Regions from separate parts of the Mus musculus genome. Here region 2 is linked to region 1. Evidence: chromatin contacts called from public Hi-C data. All regions are on one chromosome and are shown on one strand. The core of a region is the stretch at or near the end of the contact, and the rest is flanking DNA. Distances in the headings are between cores, read along the strand shown.

Region 1 (7,645 bases), core at 3,088-5,587:
CCCCCACCACCCCCACCTACCCCCCGCTAAAGCAAATGTTAACTTTAGCTTATTTTATAAAGAAAAAGAGAGTATCAACATGTTATTTGAGGCAAGATGTGCCTGCAGCTGGAGAGGCTGAAGATGTTAGAAGGCTCTCCCTCCAGGCCATCCTAACCTTTGCGAAGATGGTGTGCTATTAGTGACTATATAAAGGCTACACAGTCAGCACACCACCATTATCTGACTAATTGCTTTGTGAAGTGCTTTTAGAAAAATTGGAACTGAAAGGCACTCTATACTACCAATTTATGGTCTATTCTTAGTGGCAATGATGCCGGGGAGAACAGCGCTTTTGTACAGTCTGCTTTTTCGGATGCTAATATTTTAGTCAAAGTGATGGCGATTTTTAAGGACTCTCTGCCTGAAAGGCTCCAGGGTTATCTTTTCGTTTTCCTGATGGGAAGTTCATCTTCTGAAGGTTGATTTCTACTTCAACTTTCTTCATCAAAATAAACCCTTTCCCCCTTCTTGCTCTGAATTTAAATGAAGCTGAGCAGTAGAAGCTTAGAAGTGCTAACTGAGAGGTTTTGCTTTCGGTAATTTCAAGGTCCTATAATTCTATTTTAACTGTGTTCTCCTCTTTAATCATCTTCGTAGGGGGGAAAAAAAAACGATATTTAAAGAAAAATCCTGTCTGTGAAATACTGTCTGTGGCAGGCAGGGTACCTGTGAGTGTTTACAGATCTCCTTGAATGGACAAAACTGTAGCTTTGATTTGTCCTCATTGCTTTAAGAACATTAGATCAAATTTAACAAAAATTCACCTTAATCCTTTTTTTGTTTGTGTTTTGTTTGATATTGGTTTTGGTTTTGGTTTTTGGTTTTTTGAGACAGGGTTTCTCTATATAGCCCTGGCTGTCCTGGAACTCACTCTGTAGACCAGGCTGGCCTCGAACTCAGATATTCACCCGCCTCTGCCTCCCGAGTGCTGGGATTAAAGGCATGCGCCACCACACCCAGCTCACCTTAATCCTTTGATGTCTGAAAGTTTTGAAGAAGGAGGCTGGATGGATAAAGCACATTTTTCAAACCGAGCCTTCTTGCCAATCCAAAGACTGAAATAAAAGCTGACATGGTGATTTGCTTTCTGCTAATTTATTACAGCTTTCACCTATCTACTTCCTCTTCTTAGTTCAGGACAACTGACTTCTGAACTCAAGATGAAAGAGGTCTTGTCAGCTTTCTCTTTCACGGTTGTGTTAAAATGAAGCAGCGTTTTTTGCTTCAAACAACGTTATGTTATCATTTAGAAATGTCTTTTGCTAATGAATGAAATATCACTTTTGGACCACAATTTGAAGATCTAGGGAGTGGCCCATTCAGAAAAATAACATCCTGCTGTGTTTATTGAGATGTGCTTGGCCTGGCGCTTATTGCATTTCTACCCTGTGTCTACTCTGATGGTGAGTGTGGTTTAGCATCGCTAAATGCATTACAGTTCCTTAATGACTGTGTATTCCTAGAGCCTCTGCTTCACTGAGTCCATCCTTTGGGACCCTTCCGTTGTTAAACTAGATAAAGAGGTAGAGTAAGGCAGACAGGGAAAAGTGTCAGCAGTCAGGAAAAACAACCCAACAACCTTGACCATGTCCTCACATTGGTTGGAAAGTGATTTCATTACACACCCAATATTTGGCTTTCAAAATGCCTCTGTTATATTGAGATAAGTCAGGAGCTCCCTTTAAAAAGGAGTACCCGAAATTTGGACATACACAGTACCTCTCACCCCCGATGAGTGCGTCACAAACGGTGCAGAGCACAGAAATCACTTTACCCACCACTGGAGTGGAACGCAGCAGTTGTTTAACGGACCACAATAATACTGGGGGAAAAAAAATCATTTAAGAAAGGAATTGAATAAGACTACAGCATCCAAAAGAAACTACAGGGGGGGATTTAAGAAAAGCAGACTGCAATCTCTTAACTTGGAATCTGGCCAGGATATTCAAGTCAAACACTCCATTCCATTAAAAAAAAAAATCACAGTGCTTTTGACTGAACAATTGGTATCTTGAAATTTTAGTGTGTCTACCATATGACATCTATTAGACCCAGTAACTTGGCAACTGCTGATCAAAAAAAAAATTGACCCTGAACAAAAACCTCTGTTCTATTATTTCTCTAGTATCCACTGTTCTCATGCATCTGAGGTCCCTAATTTATTCCCTTCAGTGTTGTTCTTGAATCCAGGGTCTGGCCCATGCTAGGCAAGATCTAATGGTTGAGAACTGACCTCAACCCTGGGTTCTCACTGGGTCTGATTACCAAATATAAGACCCAGGAAACATAAGTAATAAAGTAAAATATATGTTTTGAAAAATCATATTTCAGAGTATAGAATAGATTTTTCTAATTAAAAAAAAAAGCCATATGCTTAAAATTCACTGCAAAGTTAGAAAGATGTAGTAGTGGGGTTCTGTAAACTAATACAGAAGTAAGATGGCTCTGCCTCATATCAATGATAGAATCTTGCTCCTGGCTTTTCTTTTTATTTAAAATGATGTGTTTATTTTTATTTTATGTGCTTTGGTGTTTTGCCCATGTGTATGTGTGAGGGCGTCAAATCAGTGGGAGCCGAATTGTAGTCACTTGTGAGCAGCCATGGAGGTGCTAGGAACTGAACCTGGATCCTCTGGAAAAGCAGCCAGTGCTTTACCTGGTGAGCTTTCCTTCCAGCCCAGCTTTTTGGCTTTTCAGACCAAAGAGTGCCTGTATTGTACATTTCCCCCAAAATAGGAACAGTAATGATCATTTTTCCTGGTGACTTATATGAAAATCTTGGTCCCTTTGTGAAGAAATGTTGTGCCTTGTCATGATTGTAACATGTTTGGAGCTGTTGGTGATATAACATACCTTTGTCCACCCGTGAGTCTGAGCAACAGCTATCTCATCTTATATAATCCTGTTGGTACCAACTAATTTCTACAAAAAAGAAGGGGGGGGGCTTGGAATCAGATTCAACCTAATTTTGTTTTCATTTTGTCATTTTGAATCATCACTTCTTTCATAGGATTAATTTCTCTTTTTTTTCCATTTTAAACTAACAGTTGTCAGCATCTTGAAGGATATCCACTATCGAGAGAACCTGTCATGAGCAAGAGTCATAATAAAACAGGGGTGGAGGTATAGATATGTGGTACTATGTTTGCCCTGCATGGGTGAGATCCGAGGTTTAGCACATAGGACAAAAATTTAAAAATAAAGTCATAATAAAATTGTTAGCCTGCATTGTTAGAGAAACATTTTTGATAGAACACCATTTTCAGTATCTCCAAATGGATAATGGTCCTGCTTATCAGAATGTAATATTTTAGTGCATGTAATGCATATATGTGCATATATATATATATATATATATATATATATATATATATATATATACTTATGCATGTTTGACTTTTAGATATTGGTGATGCAAATGTATGCTAAAAATAAATGAATGTCTGAGAGTAAAACAGTTACAAACTTGCCTGGTTTTGGTCCCCAAACTGCCAGTTAAATAAAGAAATATCATAAAGATGATGCTAACTTCTGTCATGTATTTCAGCTAATTCTCCTTTCTCTTATATTCTTAACAAATTTCATGATTTGGCTATAATGGGCCTCCGTTTCATGATTATTTAGATGAGAGCTGTAAAATATTAAGCTGTACACAAAATTTGCCATCACTGTTATAGTAACATATATTAACATAAGTCAATGTATGAAGTTTCAATAGTATATTATGCTTAAGATATGTTTTGCTGCTAGCTGAAGGCTAAAGATAATAGAGATTTGATACTGCTATTGGTTTTGAATCGTGCATTAGACTAGCAGGGATTCTTGATAAATACAGGATAAGAAAGGAATGTGGCATGATTCTATTTGTGAGGAGACCCCAGGTCATCTTCCCAATGTTTCTATTTCTAGTTTCTCTAAGCTCCTTTTCTTGTTTTGCTCTGTGACACCATTATAGTGCTACACATATTATTTCTGTGGTTAGATTTAAGGAACTGGAGCAGTCAGGTGTTCAGGAGCATCCAATTTTACAGTTATAAGTAATAAACACAACTGACCCTAAAATCCTTTCCTTTGAAGAGTGACACTAGCTTGGAGAAAAAGAGTGCATGTAATGTCAGACTTTCAAACGCTTGTACAAACCATGATAGTTTACTGTTTGTGAAAAGAAACCCCATGAAGTCATTGGAAAGTATCCAGAAGCCCTAGAGAGGCCCTCAGAGAAAACCTCCTGGCTATGTGATCACAACCAAGCTTTCTGGCAGCCCTCTGAGTCCTAACAAACAGTGAGCCCTTTCCACGAAGGTGCTAATTTTATCTGCCCTACATTCCATTCCAAGTCTTCTCATGCAGGCAAGTGGTGACCACATATGAAGATGACTTACATAAGCATAGAAATTAAAGCAGTATTTACATGTATCATCCAGGGGTTCGCTCCAGAGTTGCTAGTGCAGCAGTAGTGCCAACAGGTAATACCTGTTCGTCTAAACTTGCCAAGGCCAAAGGTTGCCTATAAACCAGAAATGATTTCCTGAATGCCACATAGTTGTAACATACAGTGAGGATAGCAAGAGAACGCAGAAGTGATACTCTCCTCTCGTGATGCCTAGGTGATAAATTTATCTATAGAGAAGCCAGCTGTCTTCCTATGACTGACTGGTAGCAGTTCAGGCCCATTGGTTTGGCTGTTCATGTCATTCGGCTATTAGGAAGGATGAGCAATATTTGTTGCCCTCTTCCGAGTGACCCTGGAATGGCATCCATTCCATTTTGTATATTTCTATGCCTATGTCTTCTGGTATGTTGCTATATGTTGCTTTTTTGAGCACAGAGGGGTATCAGAAATGTTCTATGGTAAGATTAGGAGATAAAGAAAGGTATTGTGAGAAACCTCCAGCTTATCACTTAATAGGGATGATGTATTGGAAGATGAGGAGGACCAGGCGACAAAGTCCTCATTTTCTCCATGATGATGAATGTCAAAATTGATGGTGATATTATCTTGGTTAGTTTCTTTAAAGTCCAGTTATAGGTGGTTAAAATGTGTTTCAGAAACAAGTGAAGTCAATTAATTAATAGTTCCTGACATTTCGTTATTTGGTACATTTTTAGAGCCACCAGGACAGTTCTATAAAGAAAAGAAGTAATTTGCATCCACACAAATGTATCCCTAGCTCCTGGGCGCATTAACATTTCAGCTTGTGAAATTTTTGAGCATTTTCAGCCTGAGATTATTCATGGTTACCTTGTTGGCCATTTTTCAGCAAAAGGGCTGTCGCTACTGACAGCCTGGCAGGAAGCCAAGGGGAACTGGCCTGGGAAGAGATTCAAGCTCCTCCTCCATAGGTGAGGAGAAATCCGGTGACTAAAGATAACTATGATTTAAACTCAACTACAGTTCGCAGGCCTTCTCCAATCTCTCCTGCTCTGCAATGCCGCTGTAATTACTCTGGGCTATGTTGACCTCTCTGCACTTCGTGGCTCATCATTTATGCAGGAAGGCTTGAAATTAAGATGTTCTCTGTAAGGCCATGTGTAAGTTCATTCGTTAGCTCATGAAAACTATTTTCCCAGGAGTGAAAAAAAAATATGTTTTATGTAGTTGTATTTTGGGCATATATATAGTTTCATTATTACTATTAGATTATTTTCTATAGCAGTCTATACGATTTTTAAACATCATGTAGCAGAAATAAACAGCAGAACCTTGGTGTGTTTTGCGGGAGAGTTATGTCCCAATAACTAGAATTCCTTCTGTTAACGAGTAGGTCATTTGAACTCAGGAAGTAGTACAAGGCTGAGAATGGAAAGGAAAAATTAGATAATACCGATACATCTTGTGATCTTCAATGACACATTGAAGATAGTCTTACACATCACTTGTCAAGAAAAGGCTCTAGAATCAGAAGATGAATAGACAGTATAAAAGCTTAATTCTTATTAGACATTTCTGTGCAAAGGGTCATTAAAGACAGGCTGAGTACAGTTTAATGATACAACAGTTCCCTATATTGCACGGGATTGTTGTATAGACATCTGTTCGTCCAATATAGGACAAGGACAACCAGGCAAACATACAATTCTATTCAAGTCCACCATTGAGGAATGATATTGATTGGGATTTCCCTAGGAGCATGAGTTAGGGGTACTTTATGCATGGCTACACCACTAAAGAAAAAAAGTCCCCTTCTCCCCACCAATGACTGTTTGCAAATCCTTAGGGAGGGAGACCGCCTTGTGAGCTCCCTAATAATGAAAAGTTAATAGATCCAGTCCTGTGAAGATTTTCTCCAGGCAATCATAGCTGCTGTTTGAGGACAATAGGCATGCCATGCCCAGAGAGCAACGTTTCGTAATTCTACCCTTCCTTCTGACTCTTACCATCTCTTGTCATCCTCTCCTACAATATTCCGAGTCTAGGGAGAGGTGGTGTAGATGGCCAAATTTAAGATTATCAGTCAACACCAACTTCTCCTCAATACTTGGAGGTATTGTGGGTTTCAGCAGTAACTGCCACACACTACAAAAATAAATAATTAATTTAAAGAGAGAGAGAGAGAGAGAGAGAGAGAGAGAGAGAGAGAGAGAGAGAGAAGAGAGAGAGAGAGAGAGAACCTTCTCTGACCAAAGCTGGCAGCAGCAATAATCTATGGGTAAAACCAAAAAGGTTTGGTAGTAAATTTTGTCAGCCATTCATATCTACCTAGCAGACAAACAGCAATATCTTCTCCATTAGAGCCTCTGAGCTTCATAGCCACAGATTTTTTTTGAGTGGCTTATCCTATAACACTAGACATGAATTCTCTCTTGTGGAGTCCATCTTAAAAGCAATCAGAAAGAAGATGGCTACCTCCATCACTGTCACGGCACCCTTATATGAATCAGTACATCTTGCTTGGTGTGTTCATAGCATGGTACGAAAGGTTCACAGCCAAGTAGGACATTTGGTGTCCTTCTTCATCACTGCCCAGTGCCTTCTGGCACTACAAAAGCCAGCCAGTAGAGAAAGAACTTCCTGCTTATTCCCAGTCTGATTCCTTCATGTCCTGTAACCTAAGCATTGAGCATCTTTAGGCGTGGGGTCTTATCATTTACTTCTGGCACGCAGGCAATAACTGTGGCAATAGCCTTAATTATCTTAGGAGCCTCTCAAGCCTCAGTGGCCAACAACCTGTAGGAAGATTAAGTAACCCCTGGTAGGCACCAGGATATTCATTTAGTAGGCTGTTGGCTTATGAGAACATCCTGTTCCATACACCTTTGACTTTCACTCAAACTTTTTGGCCACTGTTTAAGGTTTATGAACACAGGGTATTGGAATATTTTTTCCATTGAAGTTGTGGTATATCATCTATTTCTTAAAGAATCATAATATTTTGAAGAGTTTTTTAATATGTCTGGCTCTTGAACCCTGTGTTGCTAGATTTCCCATGATTACTCTCTTAATTGTGTTTACCTTATGGTCAAATGCTTCTCTAAGTCAGTAAAACACTCAGAGTTAGCATTGAATCATCTACTTAAATATTTCTGTAAAGGCTGGGCAGGGTCTTTGAAGACCCACTATCCATCATTGCAGGCAATAGACAATTGAGCTCAGTAGTCTGCA
Region 2 (7,645 bases), core at 1,721-4,220, 870 kb before region 1:
TGCATGTCTTAGTGGTAGCCATCCAATCCTCCTTGTGTTGTTTATGCTCACAGGAGGTCGTGAGCTTTGAAATAAGTACGGTAAATTGATTTGTGGTTTTCTGGGTTATAAGTTACAGGAAAAAAGAATTCTATAATAAAGCTATAAGTTGAGAAAACCTCTCTTCCAGTTTGTATTGGTCTAAAAGATAAAAAGATGCTTTGTCTTCGGGGATTAAATGACCCCAGTATCAATATATGAAATTAGTCCAGATGTTAACTGGGATTGAGGAGTATTTCCATTTTAAAAATAGAAATAGCAGTGAAATCGTTACTTACTGAAACTGTGTATGGATAGGAGCCCATGTTGACCTCCCTTGTCTGGATTGAACCTGTGCAGACCCTGTGCATGCTGCTCCAGTAGCTCTGAGTTCACATGTGTGTCAGTCCTGCTGGGTCTTGGAGTCATATATCACCTCTGGCTCTCATAATCTTTCTGCCTCCTCTTCTCCTCCGATCACTGAAACTTAAGAGAATTTTGATGAAAATAACTATTTAGGACCAAGTGCTCAAAAGTCTCTCACGCTCAGCCGATTATTCTGCTGTGGGTTTCTGTGCTAATTCCCATCTACCACAGGAATCTTCTCTTATGAGGATTGAGTAGGGGACTAATATATGAATATAGCCACTAGGGGGCCATTTTATTGCTATGATTATTATGGCCCTAGGCCCATGATAGTCACAGGTTCTTGGCCATTTTAACAGTGTCGGGTCTGGCTTCCATCTGATGGAGTGGTGATCCCACGATCTAATTTTAAGAAGTGGTTGGTTATTCCTATAGCATCTGTACCACTATTGCATTAGTCTGTCTTACAGGCCCATCACTGTTATAGATCACAAGATTTGTAGCTGGATGATATTGATGATTGCTTTTCTCTTGTGACCATATGCAGAGAAATTGTATAACCGTTCACCATTTCTGCATCAAGATATGCATCACCCCCTTTTCTCACTTCTCTTGATATTGATCACTGTTTCTTAAAACAAAAGGTATTGTGTAGGAGGGGAAAACACATTTAATGGCTCATGTCCAAAATGTCCTTTCACCCTCAGAAAGCATTCAAATTGTCCAGCTCCAAGAATAAGAGACCTGTTTTTTAAGGGAAGCATCAATGTAGAATATTTGGCATCTACAGGACTAGATTCTCTTCAGACCAGGAATATACTTGCAGAAGTAATTTCATATGCTTGTAATGTTTACCATATCACTGTTTGTGATTCCTGGTAACATGAGATGTGATGGACTAAAATGCTAAATATGATATGATATTAACTTATCTGTGATATTAAAGTGAAATTCCATATTAAGAAAACCACTTCACCTTTATTTTGTTGTGTTTCTCTTTTAGTGAAGTGTCCTATATTCTCCCTTATTTTATAGTTTGGATACTTACAAAACCTTTCTGCTCAGAGCTAAGTCAGTGAATATAGGTCATTCTAGGAAGCATTACCTAGGAATTATCTATTCTCCATTAAGGTCCCATCCCATAAAATTATTTCTTACTGTGCATGGTGATACCTGCTTATAATTCCTGCACTCTAGAACCTGAGGCAAGATAATCACATATTTGAGCACAGCCTTGGTTGCATGATAATATCCTATCTCAAGAAGAAAAAAAAGTTTTCAAATATTGACTCATTGAGTATTTAAATCAAGGTTTTGTATATTATAAGATATACTATACTTTTGAAAAGTCTTACAAAATATAGAAAACTAAAATATATGTGTTATGCATCTGAGATTTTCAGAAAAATTGCAAGGTGAATCATTTGCATTAAAAAAATCAAGAAAAGTTTGTAGATGTTATTTATGAATTTTAAAATGTTATTTTATGCTTGAGTATTTATCACAGTAATGTTTTAGAAGGAACAGACTCCACAGAGGCAGTGAACTATTTCATGAGTCCTACAGGGCTTACAAGGTGAACCAATTATATAGTTTGATGAGCAGGTTTTATTTCCCAACATGGAAGTTTTAGAAATTCAGTCCTCTCTCCATAAGTAGCACTTGTGAGCCATGATATAGCTGGCATCCACCTCTCTTTAAGGAGTTGTTAGTGAGTCATCTGTGTTTGCTATACTTAGTTTCTTGTAATAAAGCCTTCGCTTTAATGGCTCATTGAGTATATTGGACTTTTTAATTGCACAGCAAATCCATAAGCTACGGAGAGAACTGGTTGCCTCCCAGGAGAAAGTCGCTACCCTCACGTCTCAGCTGTCAGCAAATGTAAGTTGCCTTTTATCGTTTAAAGACATCAGAACAAAGTTTTGCCTCATTAGAGGGAATGGTCTTATCAACAAAGTTGAAGCGTCCAGAGTTATGCAATGTAAGGTCCTGGAAAGGAGAATTCATATGAAGGTGAAACTTTCTTCCCACTCACTAATAGACTACAAATCCAAACGGATGAGTGACAGCATGGTAAAACAAAGCAAAATAAAGAAACAAACGAACAACAACAACAACAGACAGTGCCTACGTTAGAAAATTACAAACTAAAGTAAGGACTACACATGTTACCTCTCTTCTTACTTTGTCTTACATTCGCCATTTCACATGCAGGAAATTTTCCTAAGCCAAACTTTCATAAGGGCTGTCGATATTTGACTTTGGAAGTCATAATATTCTTGTGCCCTGTCTCTTTCAGCAATTCACGGAGCCTATAATATAGTCTAAAATCAAATAACTCTAAAAACAATGGTTTGGCTCCATTGTACATTAAAGGCAGCTCTCTCAAAATACATTGGCTGCCTTCTTAGAGCAGCTTAGAAGAATCCACATTTGCTGGCAGGAAAGCAACTTACATTTGTGAAAACAGAAACAACAAAGACTACCAATTACATTAACCTTTTTCTATTGAATGTCTTTCCCCACTCTCAGGAGGATTTGGCATAGCGCAGCTATGACACAGGAGAGCATGTGGCATTGTGCCCAGTCCTAAGGAGCAATATGTGAGAGGCACTGCAGCAGGTGTCAAACCCCTGTGACGCTGCCATATGCCCTCTATCTTCTTAGCTCACTCCTGCTGGGTGGCTTTGGACTTCTCCCTCTCTTACCACTGTTGCATCTTTGCTCCTCCAAGGAGATTATTTTTCCCCTCCTAGACAAAGCATGGCATATCAAAACTGAACAGGTGCAGGCCCATAGTGTATGACCTTGTGATATGAATCCACAGGAAATAAGTCACTTCACTCACAGTGAATTGATTTTTAGCTCTGTGTCTGAGTTAACATTTCGTTTTAACTTCAGGGAAATGATATTGATGTGAGATAAACTATTACTGTTCTTAAAGCTTGTTAGGAGATGCCTAACAATTAGAATACATTTCTTTTTTCTTGCTAGAAAATAACATTTTTTTTATCCACTGTGATTCTCTAACTTTAAATATTAAAGAGATAGTTTTGAGACAATTGTAAATTTTGTGCTCTAGCTGTGGGGCTACAGAACTGCTTAGTTTCTGGACTTGTTCGCAGAGGACAAGGATCAGTATAAAAGCCACAGGCACACTGGATTGCATTTATCTTCAGTGAGGAAGTTTCACCAACCAGTTCATCCATCTGTGGTGATCACGGTTTATTGCTGTATCTTTGTCTGCTTTTGTGATACTCCGGATGGATACGCCAGGCAAACATCTTATGGCCTGAGCTACATTCAGTCCTAGAGGTTTTGTTTCGTTTGGTTTAGCTTTGTTGTTGTTGTTGTTGTTTTGTTTTGTTTTGTTTTGTTTTTTCAATTTCTATCTGTAAATAAAGACAGATCTTTTAATTAAAAGTCATATAGCCTATGACCTGAACTCCAAGCTATGTTACTCTTTACTTATGAACTTATTCAGATAGTAAGTAAACTGTGTGTTTGGTTAAATATGGAGAAATCCACAGGGAGGTTTGTTATATGAACGTGTAGTCTGCATCCTTCCCAGACACAGGTTTTGATGAGTATTTGTCAATTAAGGATCATTAAGAAACATTCACTTCCTCTGAGTCTATGACCACCCGTGTTAGATCCTAATGACATCACCTGATTAACTTCATTTTTGTGATTTTTGTGTTCCATGCTGGGACTTGACATTAATAAATCTTTTTCAACTTGTTCTGTGACTGTTCGATGGAGCAGAGTGATAAATCAGGAAGGTGTCCCAGGGGGCACTCTTCTCATTTGATGAGCAGAATAAAGTCCCAGCCGGTGCAGCAGTCACACAGTAGGCCTTCACTCCTTACAGACTTGCTCTGAAAGCAGTTGCACTGAGCCACAAGGGACTGTAAAGAAAGCTTATTCTGCTAGAGCAGCTCAGAAGAGAGCAAGGTCACTATGGCAAATGCTCTCTCTTGGCCTCCTCTGAGTCATTATCCCTCCAGCAAATAGAAGAAAGCAAAGGAAGATCCCTGCCAGCTCCGAGCTGATGCACAGGGTCGCATGTATAAGCCAGATACCTAGGGAACTCTCTCACACATATTCATGCCAAGTAGGATGGATGCTTTCTCTTTCTCTCTATTTCCTTCTTGGGCATGACAAGTCTCGGCCCTTAGAAAATTCTGAAACATGAAACAAAACCCACTATTGCTGACATTTTTCAAAGGCACTCCCAAGGGAGTGTGCAATGAAACAAAAGGTAATTTTGTCTTCGGGAAATAAATATTTTTAACTAAACGTTTCTTAGCTCCAATATTTTCTGAGATTGTGCTCCATTCGTTTGCTCTTTTCAATGTATTTTCATGTATAATCCAGCAGTTTCTTCTGCTTTTCTCTCAACTTCCTTGTACTATCTGTACCTATTAAAGGTAGCAAACACTGTTTAGAGATTCTGTACAGTAGCAGAGAACTACAATACTTTGCATATGATTAAGACTAGAACTTACTTCAACTATACTTCTCAAATGCAATCCTTAAATGCATAATACATTATATATATTTAGATCTATATATAACAAACTGTTATTTCATTCTATGGCAATATGTGCAATGTAGTCTTTATATATAATAGCATTTTATCTTGCTGTTAAAATCACAGTCATTTTCTTTGTGTGAATCACATTATATAGTATAATTCCAGGCCCGTTATAAAAAGCAGCTCTTCTTAACCATCAGTTAAGCATCTCTGTTTTAGTGCCTGGCCAGGCTTCCTCTCACAAGACTTTGTACTAATCTCATATTAATACATTGTACTCTATTTTGGAAAATATGCAACTGCTAAAAACGGTTACAATCCTATAACCTCTGCCATCACCGTGAAAATTCTATTTTTTTTTCCTAAAAGTTACAAAGTTTCACATACAGGGTAATAAAAATATGATCGTTGATAAAAAAAAAAGTTCCCCCTTTACCGCTTTGTTCCTCTCATTCTTTGTATTTAGTGAGAAATTTAACAGTCATTGCTTTTGACTTTACAAAGTTAATCTCATAAACTAAACCAAGAAGATGTAAATATAAAATGATAGTTTTCTAATACAATGTTAACTTTATATTTTCCATTGGAAATAACATGAATCAAAATGATATTTAACAATTTAATGAAAAAATAGTAAAAAAAATGCACATTTATAGAGATTAGAAATTTATATTTATCTTAGGTAGGGTTGCTTCAGTGAAACACCAAAAAGCAAGTTGGGGAGGAAAGGGTTTAATTGGCTTACATATCTACATTGCTGTTCACCATTGAAGGAAGTCAGGACAGGAAGTCAAACAAGCAGGAACCTGAGGCAGGAGCTGATGCAGAGGCCATGGAGAGGTGCTGCTTACTGGATTGCTCCTCATGGCTTGCTCAACCCTCTTTTTTATAGAACTCGGGACCACCAGCTCAGGGAGTTGGGCCTTCCTCTTCAATCACCAATTAAGAAAATGTCCTACAGACCTGTTGTCTGCCAGATCTTACACAGTCATCTTCTTACTTGAGTTTCCCTCCTTTCAGAAGGTTCTGGCTTATGTCAAGTTGATGTAGACTATTCAACACAATAGTCTAATGTTAAATATTTTATCATTTCTTAGTGCTACAAGATATAACCAATATATTTTATGCACACGATCTATTCTTTATAACATTTTCATATTTTAAATTCCTATTAAATTGACTAAATATATAATAATTATAAAATCATTTTCTTCAAATGTATCCACTAAGGGCCCCACTGCCCAATAATTAAACATTTGCTTTCTCTACTTTTTGAGAAGTAAAATATCACAGTGTTCAGGATTATTTTCTAAATCAAATAGAAGTCTTTTCTTCCAAATGTGTTCCCTATGTGGGGCATGGGACAAGCCTAGTTTTAGGATTTGACACCTTGTTTTATGGACCTTGAGGGATTATTTTGAAAAGACAAAATTGTAATCAATACAAAGGGCCATCATGGGCAAATAAACTGTAAATTCACAAAGAAAAAGGGTTAATTTCTAATGTAATATTAAAAAGAAAAAGTCATAAAAGCTATATGATAATACTTGGGTTCTTTAAAATTGGTCAGATTAAAACATAGTGCTTAATAATACAAACTTGGATGTAAAATCTATCAAGAAACAAGCCAGCATAGAAGCAACCTAATGCTTACACAGGAAAGGAAAGACCCCAGTACCTGATGAAGACAATAAAGAGTATCCACCGAGAGTTGATGTTTGGCAGTGTTCTCTGTCACTGCTTTCCCATACTGTTGTATTAGTGAAGAGCAGCTCGTTGATGAGCCTCAGGAGTGAAGGTGCCAATGCTAATAAGCATCAGAACCCTGATTCTTTAGGAGATTTTCATTACCCATTTGATAGGAGGTACCTCACCCTTTCAGCCCCCTCTAGAGCAACTTTGCCTTCTGGAAAAAAAAAGATCAAACTTTTGTCAAAAAGTTTGACAAGAATTGACCAGGTTCTATCCAGATCTTTTCTGTTATATGTTAAGATTAGAAAATACTCAATCTTTCAGTCGCTTTAGGGGCACAACAAATTATATTAGTATGAGGTAGTATGCCTGCAGTTGTCCCTGAAGCCACAGGAATGAATGAGACACCTCTTCATACTGAGAATTTGTATGCCATGCTATTGAACACAGTAGGAAATGACCTAGTTTACAGATGTACCATCAGCCATTCCAAATCATAAGTGTGATGGTTATACACTACAATAAATGCACTTCTCTAAAATTTAAAATAAAATCCCTCAATCCATCAAAGCTTAATGTTGAATTTGACCATATGCATTTCTGCTGGCCAGCTCTTATTTCTTAAATTGAAGGACATCGAAAGTTGTGGGTGGCTGGAAACATTCTTTTATTACAGAGATTTTAGAGTGAAGACAACTCTTTCCCAGGCAGTTCTTTGTAAGTAGCAAAAGAGAAAAGATAATGTTCTAGCTGTCAGCAGATGTCTGACACTTGAAGGAGAACATCCACACAATAGAAGAGCTAACAATATCTTCAAAGGTCATCATGGAAGTCGAAAAATGAGGAGCACTTGTCCACGGACTATTTCAGTGACCTCCTTTTGGGCTCTTTCTTTCTTAAAACTTGGCAGCTGGGAAATTTGTTCGGTATTTTGGGTGTCAGATCACTGCGTGATGTGCAAGTCAGAAGGTGTTGTTATTTGCAAAATACCATCCCCTTTTGGAAGGCCAGTTCACATTAAATGTCAAAAGA

What was found. Hi-C and Micro-C count contacts between places; a contact is called where the count stands out from the background.
Region 2: a Hi-C map of cerebellum shows a contact between it and region 1, with 3 times the contacts expected there. The contact joins two enhancer-like sites. A contact is called at or near these places in 2 of 484 Hi-C or Micro-C datasets (cerebellar granule neurons and cerebellum).

Annotation. Positions count from the first base shown.
Region 1 is chr10:108,865,118-108,872,762 of GRCm38.p6, reverse strand. The region is part of intron 2 of Syt1 (synaptotagmin I); the gene reads left to right. Among named protein-coding and RNA genes, the nearest start is that of Syt1, 140 kb to the left of the region's middle. Within about 2 kb of position 4,337, at least 8 of the 459 cell types and tissues checked have an H3K27ac peak or open chromatin away from gene starts, as enhancers often do. A contact at or near this core is called in cerebellar granule neurons and cerebellum, where this site is marked.
Region 2 is chr10:109,737,221-109,744,865 of GRCm38.p6, reverse strand. It overlaps Nav3 (neuron navigator 3), which reads left to right. Exons shown (of 38, transcript NM_001368815.1): 22 at 2,188-2,265. Among named protein-coding and RNA genes, the nearest start is that of Gm40757, 140 kb to the right of the region's middle. Within about 2 kb of position 2,970, at least 7 of the 459 cell types and tissues checked have an H3K27ac peak or open chromatin away from gene starts, as enhancers often do. A contact at or near this core is called in cerebellar granule neurons and cerebellum, where this site is marked.